2 separate regions of the Sus scrofa genome follow, and region 1 is linked to region 2. The links are chromatin contacts, called in public HiChIP or PLAC-seq maps. All regions are on one chromosome and are shown on one strand. The core of a region is the stretch at or near the end of the contact, and the rest is flanking DNA. Distances in the headings are between cores, read along the strand shown.

Region 1 (7,259 bases), core at 4,044-6,543, 100 kb before region 2:
ATCTTCATTTCTTCATTATTGTACGTGTCCCTCTATTCACTCTTTCAAAAGCTGTATCTGGAATATAAAATTTGAAATGTTATTATCCCGTTGAATAAGGTCATCCGAATAGTTTTGAGTTAGTGTTCTCAGTTTCAACTTACACGTGTGTCGAATCAGGGAAAGGTCATTTAGGTCAGAGCTTTCCAAATGGCACATTTGGAATTGGCTTTCTGGTGAATGCCAGATAATTATATTTCTAGTAAATGTTAGAGTAAATAAGAAACGTGGCTTGTGTTCAGTCTTCCACGTGTTTACTCCAAGGGAGGAGGGAAATGACTATCTTGGCTCAATTTTGATCCCTAGCTCTTGGTACACCATTAGGAAGTCTAATTTACGTTAAAAGACAAAAACAAACAAAAAAAAACTTAGTCGACCTTACCTTTAAAGGTTATATGCCTTTAATTATTCCAGTGAACTGTGGGTGAGTGTATCAGATCCTTTTTTTTTTTTAAATGGCTACACCCACAGCAGATGGAAGTTCCTGGGCCAGGGGTCGAACCTGCAGTGCCACGGAGAAAATGCCGAATCCTTAACGCCCTGTGCCACATCAGGAACTCTTCGTATCCATTATTATAATGTATATAATTGGGATTTTTAAATCTGAACTTATTTCTCTTAAAGCGAAATAAACTATGTAATAGATTCTGGAGGCCTAATGTGGCCCTATAGTGGGGATAATCATTGTACAGAATTGCACATTGATAATAATAAAGTTAGGAAATGGTATGGTCATGGAGAGCATCAGAAAAGGCAGACTATAAGGATGAGGAAGTAAAAGAAGGAAGGAATGGATTAGACACAATTAGAAACAAAGACGTGCATCGCAAAAATCCTCATCTGTGTTCCGATGGGAAAGTTCTGCTAAGTCAATGGTTCCCAGACTTTGGAATTTTAAAGCAAAAAAATTGAGAGGTCCAGCATAGGATTACCAACTCATCAACTGTTTTTTTGCCAAGTAAAGCTATTTTCAACAGAACAATGGCCTTATATGAGAACCATGATTTCATATGAGGATATTTATATCCTATATACATTTAATATCAAAAAATAGGAAAGGATAAAAAGAACAGTCCTCTGTCAAAGGGGACTTTTGAAACCTTTTATTAATGTATATATAGGGGTGTGTGCGTGTGTATGCGTGTGTGTGCGTGTGCGTGTGCGTGTGTGTGTGTGTGTGTGGCTATGTTGCACTGACCTTCCTTTTTTATATCGGTTCACCAATGCCCATGGTGTTTTGGAATACAACCATGATAAAAGCACTCATGAGGGTATAGAATTATTTAATATCCTCTCAAAAATAACTTCTAATAAGAAATACAGCAACTATTGAACGTAGTGTTAACAACCCAACTTGATGTAACACGTATTTATTGACCAACTGTTTGTGTGCCAGATACTATAATAGGAGTTGGGGACATGTTGGTTAACTATGTAATCACAGTTCCTAACCTTATAGTCTAGTAGGGCCATGAACAATTTTTAAAAATATATGGTTGAAATGCCTTAACTACCATGAAGGCAAAACACAAGTTGCTGCGAGAGCATATAGTCAAATCAGCATTAAGCTGTCTCTGGAAGGGCTGCCCGTGTGCCTTTTGTGTATTTAAGTCATCTATCTTCTCTGTATCTTAAGAAGGCATCATCTCTAGGCAGATAGATTACAAAAGGGTTGTCCCCTTGGATGGCTGGATTAGAAAACGATGCCCATTCCTTATGTGTATCCAGGCCTACCCACTGGGGCTTGGGTAGGTGAATGGAGCACCTCTAGGAAAGGGTTTCAGGAGAGGGAAAGACATGATCAAGTTTGCATTTACAATAAAAATGTGATAATATAATAAATAAACCTTATTTATTAGTTTGGAGTAGTTAGAGCTGACTAAACCCTTTCCATTTGCTTGAGTGAAGTGGAACCCATAGCAGACATTTAAAGTTGATTAAGCTATTGTTTGGGTGCATAACTTTTATTTGGTTCACTGGTTGGACAAGACTTAAAGATTCCTTTAGAAAAGAGAGCACTTCTCCAGTGCCTCAGGCAAAATTGACTGGCTCAGGGCTACACCACCGAGATGGACACTGTCTTCTGAATCACACACACAGGTCTTTTGACATCTAGGTTTTCTGGATTCACATCCAACCTAGGATTTACTCAGATCACTCTGGTTTTGCCTATGAAATGTGGGTGAGCCACCTGAAACAGGTGTGCTATAATTTGTTTCTGCATTAAACACTATTGTTATTTTATATGAGGTTATTGGTTTCTGCAAAGAGAAAGCATTTAAATTTTGACAAATTCTGTTGTTAATGACATGAGGTTGGTAGTAACCGTGGTGTAAGTGAAAATAGACTTTATGGGAAGCTGTGGCTTAGCTCAAAGTGGGCAGCTAGGCTTCCTAAAGCCTTTGTGTTTTTAATGTGAGTTTGCCTTTAAGTTTAAGGAATTACTTAGGCTTCTTATCTCAGTGTACACAAAGCTACTTATCACCTAGATGAGTAGTGGCAGTTTGTCTCAGAGTCAGGAGAGCCAGAAACTGGCTCAGCCCATAATCGCTTACCTTTAAAGTAGCTTTTACAGGCCAGATTAAAAATAATCCTTGAAGAATTTTTAAGAGCACAATTAGAGTTTGTAGCTACTTGACATCCAATTGCAATCAAATGCTCAGTGCAAAATGCATTTTATAGAAATTTATCACGCAGGCCTCTGCTCATAATTGGTTCAGATAATTAGTTTCTCAGGAGAAACATTCTTTAAAGGAATATACCCTTGTGGTTTTAGTGGTTCTCCTCAGTTTCTAACTCTGGTCACAAGAGGGAAATTACTATCTGTCCTTTGTTTGTACTACTTTTTTGTGCTTACCAATTTTATGATTCTCCCATTTTTTAAAAATCATTGGTATTATTTTTTTTCTTTCTTTCTTTTTTTAGGGCCACACCCAAGGCATATGGAAGTTCCTGGGCTAGGAGTCAGTAGAATCGGAGCTGCAGCTGTCAGCCTACGCCACAGCCACAGCAATGCCAGATCTGAGCCACATCTGTGACCTACCCCACAGCTCACGGCAACATGGGATCCATAATCCACTGAGAGAGGCCAGGGATCAAACACACAACCTCATGGATACTATTTGGGTTCATTACCACTGAGCCACATTATCCTTTAGTGAAGTTCGTGCCAGGCATTGTGATAGCAACTTAGCAAGCATCATCTCTAACCCTTTCAATAACCCTGAAAGGCAGGAACTATTATTCCTGTTTGACAGATAAGGAAACTGAGGCTTGGGCAGGTTAAGACATGCCCTAAAATTTGATAGTAGTAAGTGGTTAAGTCAAGCTTCCAATTCAGGCCTGTCTGACTCTGAAGCCGTCATCTTTCATCTCTGTCCATCTCTTTTCATTCCGGACCAGAATGTGATAACGCATCTGTCCCAAAAAAGTGCCAAAATTTTACTTTAAAAAGCAGATTAAATTCACTCCAGAGAAGATAAAACTAATATGGGAAGTGGTGGGGAGAAGGGCCACCATGAAGCAGGGAACTCTGAAGATCTTAGGTGGAAGGAAGGAAACATTAAGGCGATGGCTAGAATCAGGGATTGAATGAATTACGTTAGGATTGTAACATTACAATCAGCTGGCTGGAAGTCAGGTAGTAAATGAGGCAGAAAGATGCCTGGGTGCAAGGGGCTCACATATTTGGAACCCAGATAAATCTCTGCTTTTTCTTCCCAGGCTCTATCAGTATTTTTTTTTTTTTTAACCACCTGGATTTCATGTATATGTTATTTTGTTCCATTCTATTTAATAATCTTTTCACTAGTTGTGGAACTTACTGTAAACACAAAAAGGCAGTTATTAGGATTCTGTTCATCTAAAAATTCCTGGAAACGCACTTTAATCAAGCGACTCAGAATTATTCTTCACGATTGTATGAAAAATGGTAACGTCCTAGGCAAAATGGGTTTGGGCTTTAAATAATCAGGAGCAAAGTGTTGTCATGGAGAGAACATACCATTAGGGTGAGGTAGTTTATCAGCCCAGAAGCGTAATAGTTGCCTGACTTTGAACAAGTCATCAACCAGCTCTGAGCCTCAGTTTCCTTACATGAAAGTGAAAGGGTTAAAACAGATGTAAGTCAATACCCCTTTAATTTTGTGATTCTAAATAGTTCTAGGTGGAAGGAATGATTGTGCATTGCATTCATAGCTAAATGGCTTCTTCCCAGTACAGTTGCTCCTAATTATGGGTGGCTCAGTAATCTTCAAGAGGAACCAGTGTTATTTGGTTGGTGGATACCAATCCACTTTGATTTGCCTCCATCAGAGATTGGGAAGATGAAAGCTACCTAGATATGTACCATTCTGTCATCTTGTTAAATGACCTTGACTCCTTAAACATCTAGATTTGAACTGGAGACATTTCTGAAATGTTTTGGGGGTACATTTGGACCATAATAAACTCCACTGCAAATGAGTTTCATCATCACTATAACAGCTGCCCCAAAACTACTGGGTGGGAATTGAATGATGGATTTTATAAGGTAGCATCTAGGCTACCTTATAACTCCAGCCTTTGAGATCAGGCCTCTTAAAAAGTCAGGAGTATTAAGAGAAAAATATTAAAGTATCATTGATATTCAGCTATTTTTATTGCTGTTACTGTTGTTGATCAGCTATGATTCCTTCCCCGTTCCTCTCAACCTATTTTTTTTTTCTTTGTTCTAAAAAGAGGACTGCTTGCTGCAATCTGGAGAAATGAAAATGGGCTTGATTTTTGGACCCAGGCTCCAGTTATGACCCAGGGAGTAAGCAAGGGAGGAGGACCGCTTAACCAAGGGGGTCTTGTCCACAGTTTAGGGGGAAATCACCTTATCTAAGGCTTTAGTAAAACCTAAAGAATCATCAAAAGTAGGTCAGCTAGTCTTGACTTGGAGGAGGTGTGTACACACACACACACACACACACACACACACACACACACACACGGGGCAGATCTCTGAAAGGTGGGACATAGAGGAAGCCCTGTGACTCACTTAACCCTCTCTTCTCCTTTGGGGAGAACCTCTTCAGGAGAGACCACTAAGAAACAGTCTTAACTGGCAATCTGCCGCACAGAAGAAGGGTGTCTAGCTGAGCGCAAGGCTTGCTAGCAAAGAGGAGTGAGTCACTTTCATTTCTGAAATCCAGTCCACGTTTTACTGAGAGCCCAGACACCGTGAATAAGAGGAGCCTCTGAGGGCTGGTTTCTGATGTCGCACTAGGCACGATAAGAATGCCATTGACGTCAGCAGAGTCATCATCAGGGAGAATGGCACCCCAGCTCTTGAAACCACACCAAGCAATTGCAGTGCTTTTGAAAATTAAAAGCCGGTGCTTGGGGGGAGGGGGGAGGGGAGGAAGAGAAGAAAGCAAAGACGGGGGAGCTGGTGGCTCCAGCTGAACTCTTCTTTCTTTTATGCATTTCCTGTATGCGAAAAAGAGAGGCACGCGGGCGCTCCTGTGTGCAGCACACAGAAACTGCTTAAGCCCAGCCTCGGTGGGCATTTCGGCCTGAATTGTTTTGGGGGGGGGCAGGGGGCGGGCGTAGAGGGTGGGAGAAAGAGGGAGCCAAGTGAGAGAAAGAATTTAATTTGGTTAACAGTTCTGCATTCGGAGAAAACAAACCGTGCCACCCAGGTGCTGGACAGAGGCCCCAAGCCGCAGAAGAAAATACAAGCCTGTAGAATGAAATTGTTGAGCTAAAACTGATATGCTTGAAATGTGTGTTGATGAATAGATTACAAAGGAGGAATTAAACACTTCAAAAGAGCTACTACAAAGCAGTCTCCCTCTCCCCTCCCCAACATAGATGTGAACTCTTGAGTGTTTGTGTGTCTGCCTGAGAAAATGACAAAGTTGTGGGTTTGCAAAGGGAACACTGCGGGCAGGTTGTGATTTCAGCTTTCAGAGGTCGCTCCAAGAACATCACCTCCAGATGTAATTCAAAGGGTACCTCGACTGGAAAATGTCTTGGAGGTTAGGAAGTCTTTGAAAACAATTCTTTGGTGTAAATTGTTCCTGCTTTCAAATTCCGCAATTAATCTCACCCTTTCCTTCTCTTTCCCAGTCCCAACTGTTCTGCCAGCTCCACCCTCACTCCAGCACCCCTACCCACCGCCCTCCCAGTGATATTAAAACTCCATAGAACAGACTTGATATCAGAGCTTTATTTTACAGCATTGATTGGCAGCTCCCCAAGACCATAAAATCTTCTGCTGATTCCGATTTTAATATCCATATCCTTCAACTATACCAGAAAGAATGGTTTCTGAGCCGGGGGACATGTTAGAAGGGAAACAAAAGAACATATGCACACAAGCAGAATCTGGCAGAAAACGTGGACTTAATGAATCGCATTATTTGAACCTCCTATTGAAATGGACTGGTGAAAAAGGAACAGGAGAGAGATGCACAGAAATGGTTCTTACTTCTCAAAGGCCTTGTGTTTTTTTTGAAAAGGAAGAAGTGGCAAGCAGCACTCCTTTCAAATACACAAACAGTATCTGAGGGAGCACCCTCCTCTTCCTCCTATTTGTTCTTAAAAAAAAAGAACAAATGTTAAGCCTTAAGACGGGCTTCCTCATCTCATATGACTGAGTAAATAAATACAGGGAAAAGGAGTTTGCAAAGCACCTTTACTGTTTACACTTAGTGCATTAATGGAAAGATGCCTAATTAGCCATGTGATACTATTGGTCGCTCTGTTTGAAAGGACCCAGGTAAATCATTGTAACCTGGCTGACATTGGCTATCGTTGTTTGGTTTTCATTTTGGTTTTGTAACAGAGACTTAGAAATAGAGTATTTCTTTTCTTCCTCCCCCTTTTCCTCCCTCCTTCTCTCCTGCCTTCTCTCCTCCTCTCCCTTCCTTCCTTCCAAATACTTTTTCTTACCATCAAAAAAGAAAGAATTCTGGACCTACAGTCCCAAGATCTTAGCATGTCCTGGGTTGTGCCTGAGAGGGATCAGAGCCCCCACCCCACCCCCATCCAGTTGCAGGAGCCTGAGTGTGTGAAGGTGCCCTGGGTGATGAGGTGAGAGCTGGGTGGGGATGAGGAGGCAGAGGCCAGAGCCTTCTCCCAAGGCTTTTGTTGGCAAAAAAGGATAAAAGTACTGACTTTGAGGTTAATCCTGTCAACACAACACAAACTAAAATGTTTACATTCTCTTCACCTTTTCTGCAGTGTTGCCT
Region 2 (6,497 bases), core at 3,743-6,242:
GTTTATACCTACACTTAGTCCTGTGGTAGTTTTGGTGGTATTTAGCATGAGCAGCATTTCAAAGTGTCATTGTCCTTGAGTCCATCTCAGACTCAAGCCTGGTGTGTTAGGAGTAAAAGAGACAAATGTGATCGTTTGTTTGACTCATCTAATCTCAGTTGGAAAATGAGACCCAAAACTTATCCAGGTCTACCTAGGAAGTTAGAAACCTCCTAAATCTCTTCTTATGTGGTTCACTTTCTAGAGGGTTTTTGCATCATTTGAGGTTTTGTACATAACCTTTATCTCAACTATTTATAAATTGTGGGAGGGAGATAATACTTTTTTTTCTTTGATGTGTTGATGGAATGCAAGCCATGTTTCTAATAAGCATGTGGATTCAATAACTGTTCAAGTATATAACCAGTGAGTTTTCTACCCAGCCATTAGGAGTGTTAATGATGTGTCCTTCTACATGGCTTCTAGCCCAAAGCCAGTGAGTATCAATATGCCATTTTGTAGTTGGTCATATAATTAGGACCATATGCATGATGTTGGATAATGTAAATACCATTTTTCGTCTTGGATTGCTAACCTTAGAATCTGTTCATGGTAGCTGATACCTTGCAAGAAAGTGGTATTTCTGTTCTTGACAAGAGCCCTGATCATTTCCCACTTAAAAATCTCAGTCCTGCTTATAGACACTATCAGAAACTTTAGTGTAATTTATGCTGAGTTTAGTCTCATCTCATTTAAATTAAACGTTTATATGATACGAACAAATTCCATACAAGTCATATTGATGGCCTTAAACTGTTCTCTCTCCTCTGCACCTGTTTGAGCCATAACATTCTTATTATAGATTTGTTCCCAGTAAAAGTGACATATCTGAATATTTCCCCTGCCAGGCTGGAAGAAAAGATGTGCTCATTAGCTTTTGCCTGTTGGAGAGTATTCTGTGCAGGTCTACCCAGGTCGTGCTTGAGTTCCCGGTAGCATCTCTGGTCTGCTGCAATGAAATCCCTGTTGTGGCAGCCTCTGGCCTTTATTGCTGGCAAGCAGTGTGCTTGCAGACATAGGCACCATAATAGGAAACACCACGGCCTGTCATAAACAGATCTGGAGAGTAGAAAGCACAGGCCTGACAGGGATGTGTCCATAGCAACCAGGCAAAGATGAGGCTGACATCCTGGAGTAAGTACAGGCTGATGTCTGTCTTCTTCATTTCAGAAAATAACTGACTGACTTTAAGGCTGCTTTCCATTGTTGACATAGCAGTGTTTTGGTTGCTTTGTTTTTGTTTTAGCCTGAAATATGAATAAAGACATCTTAAATAATACTCCCCAAAATATTTTAAAAGGATATGTCAGAGTGTTTTCCTTTTGCTAGTCTCCTCCAAATTCTACTTGATCATTCTAATCCATATCTATTAGGGAGAAATAATAGCTGTTCCATTACAGTGGAAAATTATTTTTTTAAAAAGAATACAAAAACAAAATTATCATGTGTTTATTTAAAGAATTACAAATTAAACTGAATTATGCAGCATTTGAAAGAAAAGAGCATTTCTCAGTGAGGTGACTTTCTGTGGCTTATGCCTTTACATCAAGTTCAGGTTTTAGGAAAAGGGTACATTCTTTCACCAAGAGAGGTTCTATTTTATTATTGCTGCCTTGTTTTCAAGCTTCAGAAAAATAATGAACTACAGCTTTATCAATGATAAGTTTTATCAGAAGAATTTAGGAAGAAGATAAATCTCAAAATTGAAGGGGCTTTAACAGGTTTTAATAAAGAGATAGACATGCTTTCATGGGTGCTTTATAAATGTATAGGTGTCATTTCATTATTTGTAAGGAATGTATATTTCACAAAAGAATTCAAGGTTACAAACGATGAAGAGCTCTAATTTTGTTAAAAGAGTATACAAAAATATAGATAGACTTAGGAAGTCTTGAACCTCATTTTTTTAAAGATTCAGATATTCAGTGAGTGTTTGCTGACTTGCCCAACCCCTTTTTTTAGCAAGTTAGTTTCAACTGTCCGCTCTGATAAGGATAAACTGATTAACATTATCTTTGATATACATGTTGGTTTTCTGCTCTTTGTTTTCTTAATTTTATATTCTTACTATGGTCTCTCAGATCTCCATAAGGGTAAGTGATAGTTTGGTTTCAAGAAATCATAGGAATTTTTAACTAGAAATATTTTATTTCTTTAATATGCATCAGGAAAGATATATTTGTTTTCTCTTGGGAATTACTATTTGGGCCTACCTCTTGATTTTTCTAGACAGTGTTACAGAGCAGTTAAATAACAAAAGAACCAAAAGAGAGCTTGCGCCATTATAGATTGATTCATCAGCCCTTAAATGAGAGGAATTTGTTCTCTCCAAGGCAGAATTCAGTGGAGAAATTACTTGTTGCCCCTTAGCCTTACTGTCAAACATTTTAATATTACCGATTTGATACATTTGAGCAGTCTTTGACTACACTGATCAAGAAACATCACTACGTGCCTTACTTTCTAATGTGAGGTATGATCCTGATATTAAACCTTAAACTTCTAACTTAGTCCTAGAAACCGTGCACTACATGCCAAAATAATTTGTCCCATTTTTAAAGATGAGAAACTTAGGCTCAATATTAAACATGTCCAAAATCCATTTGCTTCTTAATAGGAAGGTAATTCTTTTTCTGAATGTAGCATCTCGGGGAGGGACTGGAAGATAGGAAAACAAGTGTATGTTCTCAGGCTGCATTTTCAAAATAGGTACTAATAATTTTATTTACTTAGTAATCTCTAGTTTCCAAAATAGCAAGAGCCATTTTAGCAAAATATCACTCCTAGAGGGGAATCCTGTTGTGTGGCTGATTCTGCCTTCTGTGTTCTCTGTGTCCAGTCAGAGAACCTTCCTAGCTCCTAGCTCCTAAAAAGAGTCTGATGGGATGGATGTCCTGGTGGGCTAGTAGTCAGCCTAGCAGGCAGATAGTGAACAGGGCACAGACATAAACTGAAGGATATTGGGGTCCATGGATGAGAAGACCAGATGACCAAAGGAGATCTGAGATTCTGAGATGGCAGGGGGTTTTTTTGGGAGGGGTGGTAGAAGCTTGGTTAATAGTGGGAGGACGGCAGCAGATAGAGAAGGTAGAGAATGAACTCAGGGAAGGTATAAGCAGGTGTCAGGATTTGCTTTCTGACCTATTATGGTGGTGTTGCCTTGGATATTTGTTTTCTAATTCGGGCAAAATGGGGAAGGGAGCCGGGCTTGTGAATAGGGCAAAGAGGAAAACTGAAGGAAAGAAAGATAGAAAGCCATACACTGGACTGAGAGAAGGAAGGGGAGGGTGGCAGAAGGACTATCTGACTGGATCGACCTAGGAGCAGGGCTGTACTTGGCTGGAGGACCATTTCATGTTTCTGCCCCTTTTCCACCTCAGGGTTCAGGGTGAAATCTGGTTGGAATAAACCTTTGGAACAGCCTTGAAGGAAAAAAAAGAAATCCCAGAGGGGTCAGTGTGAGGGTGTGAATGCTTAAGAGAGGACAGTTGTGGGATCGGGGGAGGGAGAGAATGGGCTGGAGTGGGGAGATTTATAGACATAGTGTATTGCATGAGGCGTGAGTCTTATTTAACACCAGTAGCTGGCGTCTCCTCCTTCACCTGTTGCCTCCTTGAGTCATGGCCCAGTAGCAGCATGGGTGGCTTGTCACATCCAGCTGCTGGGCCATCCCCTAAGTAACCTGTTGCCTGGGAGTCAAAGCACAAGCTGGAACAGGGTGAAGAGAGAGAGACTGTGTCAAAATAGGTATAGGTTGATTCACCAATATAGTGAGTGATATTAGATGCCAAGAGAAAAATGAAACAGAATAGCAGATGACAAATGTGAACCTTTATCTTGAGTCTGCTTTATATCTCCTAAATCCCCATGAGCTCAGCAATTCTCTTATGGTTATTAATGCCCCACACTGGAGTTGTGACCTTGGATTTTTTTTTTTTTTGTCTTTTCTATGGCCGCACCTATAGCATGTGGAGGTTCCCAGGCTAGGGGGTCTAATTGGAGCTGTAGCTGCCAGCCTACACCACAGCCACAGCAACGCCAGATCCAAACCGTGGCTGCGACCTACATCACAGCTCACAGCAATGCAAGATCGTTAACCCACTGAGCTAGGCCAGGGATCGAACCCACAACCCCATGGTCCCTAGTCCTATTCATTTCTGCTGTGCCACAAAGGAACTCCACCTTGGATATTTAAACTGCTTCAACTTCTCTGAGCCTTTGCTTTCTCTATAAACCGGAACTAACAAAATCCATCTCATGGGATTGTTAGGAGAATTTAAACAAAAGCTTAGGTCAAGTCCATAATATGGGTACACCCATCATAGGTACATGGCCTATCCTTAGTTGGGATGGGAACTATTTTTAAACTTAGAAGATGAACTTTATATGCTGCCATATAGGTAACCCAGTGCAACTGGAGCTTGAATCAACAAGCCTGGGCAAATGAGCTCAGAGTGTGCCTTTGAAATCTTGATCCCCATCGTGCTGATTTATGTGCCTCCCTAGCTTGCATGTGGGATCGCCCTGAGGTTGTTCACTGTAGTTTTAGCTTGTTACCTAGCACCCTTGGATAGCATATTTTTATTTACACTCTCACTGATCACTTGACCACAATTACTTTGAAAGAGTATGTATGAATGCAGCCACAAAAGAAACATTTCTCAGTTGTGAGGGTCTCACGTGGATCTTTAATCCACTTTGTCTAAAAACTGGAACGTTTCTTAGACTTTACTTTTCCCTCCACCAGAATGACCTCAGAGGCCCCTCCAAATGTTTTTTTTTTTTTCCGATTCTGTAGAATAGTGAGATTTTGATTATTAATAAGAGTGTCAAATATCAATCAACATCAGGTTACTAAATGTCTCTTTTGGGGTAAGAAGAAATGTGAACCAAAAATAGAACCCTTTAATCATCGCACAAATTTAAAATGGCAGTCCAGCTGAGAAACAGAGGAATGGATGAGATGACCTTGAACATAATTCCAGCCCAGATGGGCTAGTCATGGGTCTGACACTCGCCGTAGCCAGAGGGAAAAGAAATTCCCCGGCAGTGTAGTTGGTATCAGAGTTGAAAATGAGTCACTGAGTAGGTGATTGATCCCTTTCCGTTTTCCACTTGCCATCAGCCACTTTGCAGAGAAATCAAGCTTTAGTATACTTGATTCAAAAAAAAAAAAAAGATTTTTTTTTCTTTTTTAATTCCAAAAGTTCTTAGAGGTGAAAGAGATTTGTGAGATCACTTCACTTTCCTTCATTAAAAATGAGGTATTAAGGCACAGGAAAATTAAAGTGACACAGAACAAGAATCCTTTCTTACTTTTGTCAGGGCTTTTACTTTGTGTGGAATAAATAATTTTTGTCACTAAACAAGATCCTGTGTTCAGTCTTTATTGATATTATCACTTTTGAATGAAATTTTTACTTTGCTTTATCTTTGTTATTTATATTTGATCTTTGATTATTCTCTAGGCCAGATACCATTTTCATATGAGAAATAAATCAGGCATTTTTTTTTTTTTAAATTTTGGGTTTTGTCATTATTGTTTTGTATCTTTTGACTTCAGGTAACATAAGTCCAATAGTTAGGCCTTCACTAAGGAAATTTTGTTTTTGTGTAGTTACTGCAAGTAAACTGCTCCAAAGGCTTTCATAGACAAAATGAGGCTTAATATATGTGCATTTGTATTCAAATACATACAAAGAGAGGTAGATACGTACATACAAAAGCATATAGACATACTTATTGCCGTATACGTTAAGTAAGGCTGTTGGGTGTGAATGAGTTCCAGAGTTTACTGGTCCTATAGAGCAGTACAGAATGTTCAACACTAAGAATGAGAATGGTTGGGAAGCATCCCAGAAAAAGTGCTACTTAGGTTGGATCTTGAACATAGAAGGTTCATATTGGTTACTAATGAGGAAAGAGATGATAGTGCAAGGGCTGGATGAGGCAGGGTAGGATGGGACACTCCCTCAGATTGCCTTATTGTTTGTAGGTGTGGGTGAGGAATGGGTATTCTGGATGAAAGAGCCTGCCTGGAACAGAAAATCTGATTACAGGAACAGAGGCAGGTGTGAAAAGTGTAGATTGAGGCCCTACTGCAGAGCACCTCAAGTGTCAGATTAAGCTGTTTGGACAATACTCTGTCCACCCTAAAGAACCCTTGTGTTTTGTTTTCGGGGAAATGCTACAAGGAAAGTAACAAAATGGTTTTAGAAAGATAAATCTGATGGTGGTATGCAGGATGGATCACATTGAGGAGAAAGTGTGAAAGCAAAAAGAATCTGATAGGGAATTAGGCATGTAAGTGATGAGGGACTGGAATAGGATGGGAAGGAAAAGAAACGGATAGTTAGGAGAATGACTGCAGGAAAGGAGACTTTGCTGGGGCACTGCAGCCAGAGGAAAGTATGAAATTCTAAACTCAAGTAATAATAGAAGGAATAACAATTGGAAAA

What was found. HiChIP or PLAC-seq counts read pairs in DNA pulled down with a chosen protein or histone mark.
Region 1: an H3K27ac HiChIP or PLAC-seq map of skeletal muscle shows a contact between it and region 2. The contact joins two enhancer-like sites. A contact is called at or near these places in 4 of 47 Hi-C or Micro-C datasets (fetal heart ventricle, heart right ventricle, psoas muscle and 1 more) and 1 of 2 datasets of contacts at active chromatin or transcription factors (skeletal muscle).

The regions. Positions count from the first base shown.
Region 1 is chr16:38,037,420-38,044,678 of Sscrofa11.1, reverse strand. The region is part of intron 9 of PDE4D (cAMP-specific 3',5'-cyclic phosphodiesterase 4D); the gene reads left to right. Among named protein-coding and RNA genes, the nearest start is that of MIR582, 540 kb to the left of the region's middle. Within about 2 kb of position 5,293, at least 67 of the 83 cell types and tissues checked have an H3K27ac peak or open chromatin away from gene starts, as enhancers often do. A contact at or near this core is called in skeletal muscle, where this site is marked.
Region 2 is chr16:37,935,601-37,942,097 of Sscrofa11.1, reverse strand. The region is part of intron 10 of PDE4D (cAMP-specific 3',5'-cyclic phosphodiesterase 4D); the gene reads left to right. Among named protein-coding and RNA genes, the nearest start is that of RAB3C, 530 kb to the right of the region's middle. Within about 2 kb of position 4,992, at least 3 of the 83 cell types and tissues checked have an H3K27ac peak or open chromatin away from gene starts, as enhancers often do. A contact at or near this core is called in skeletal muscle, where this site is marked.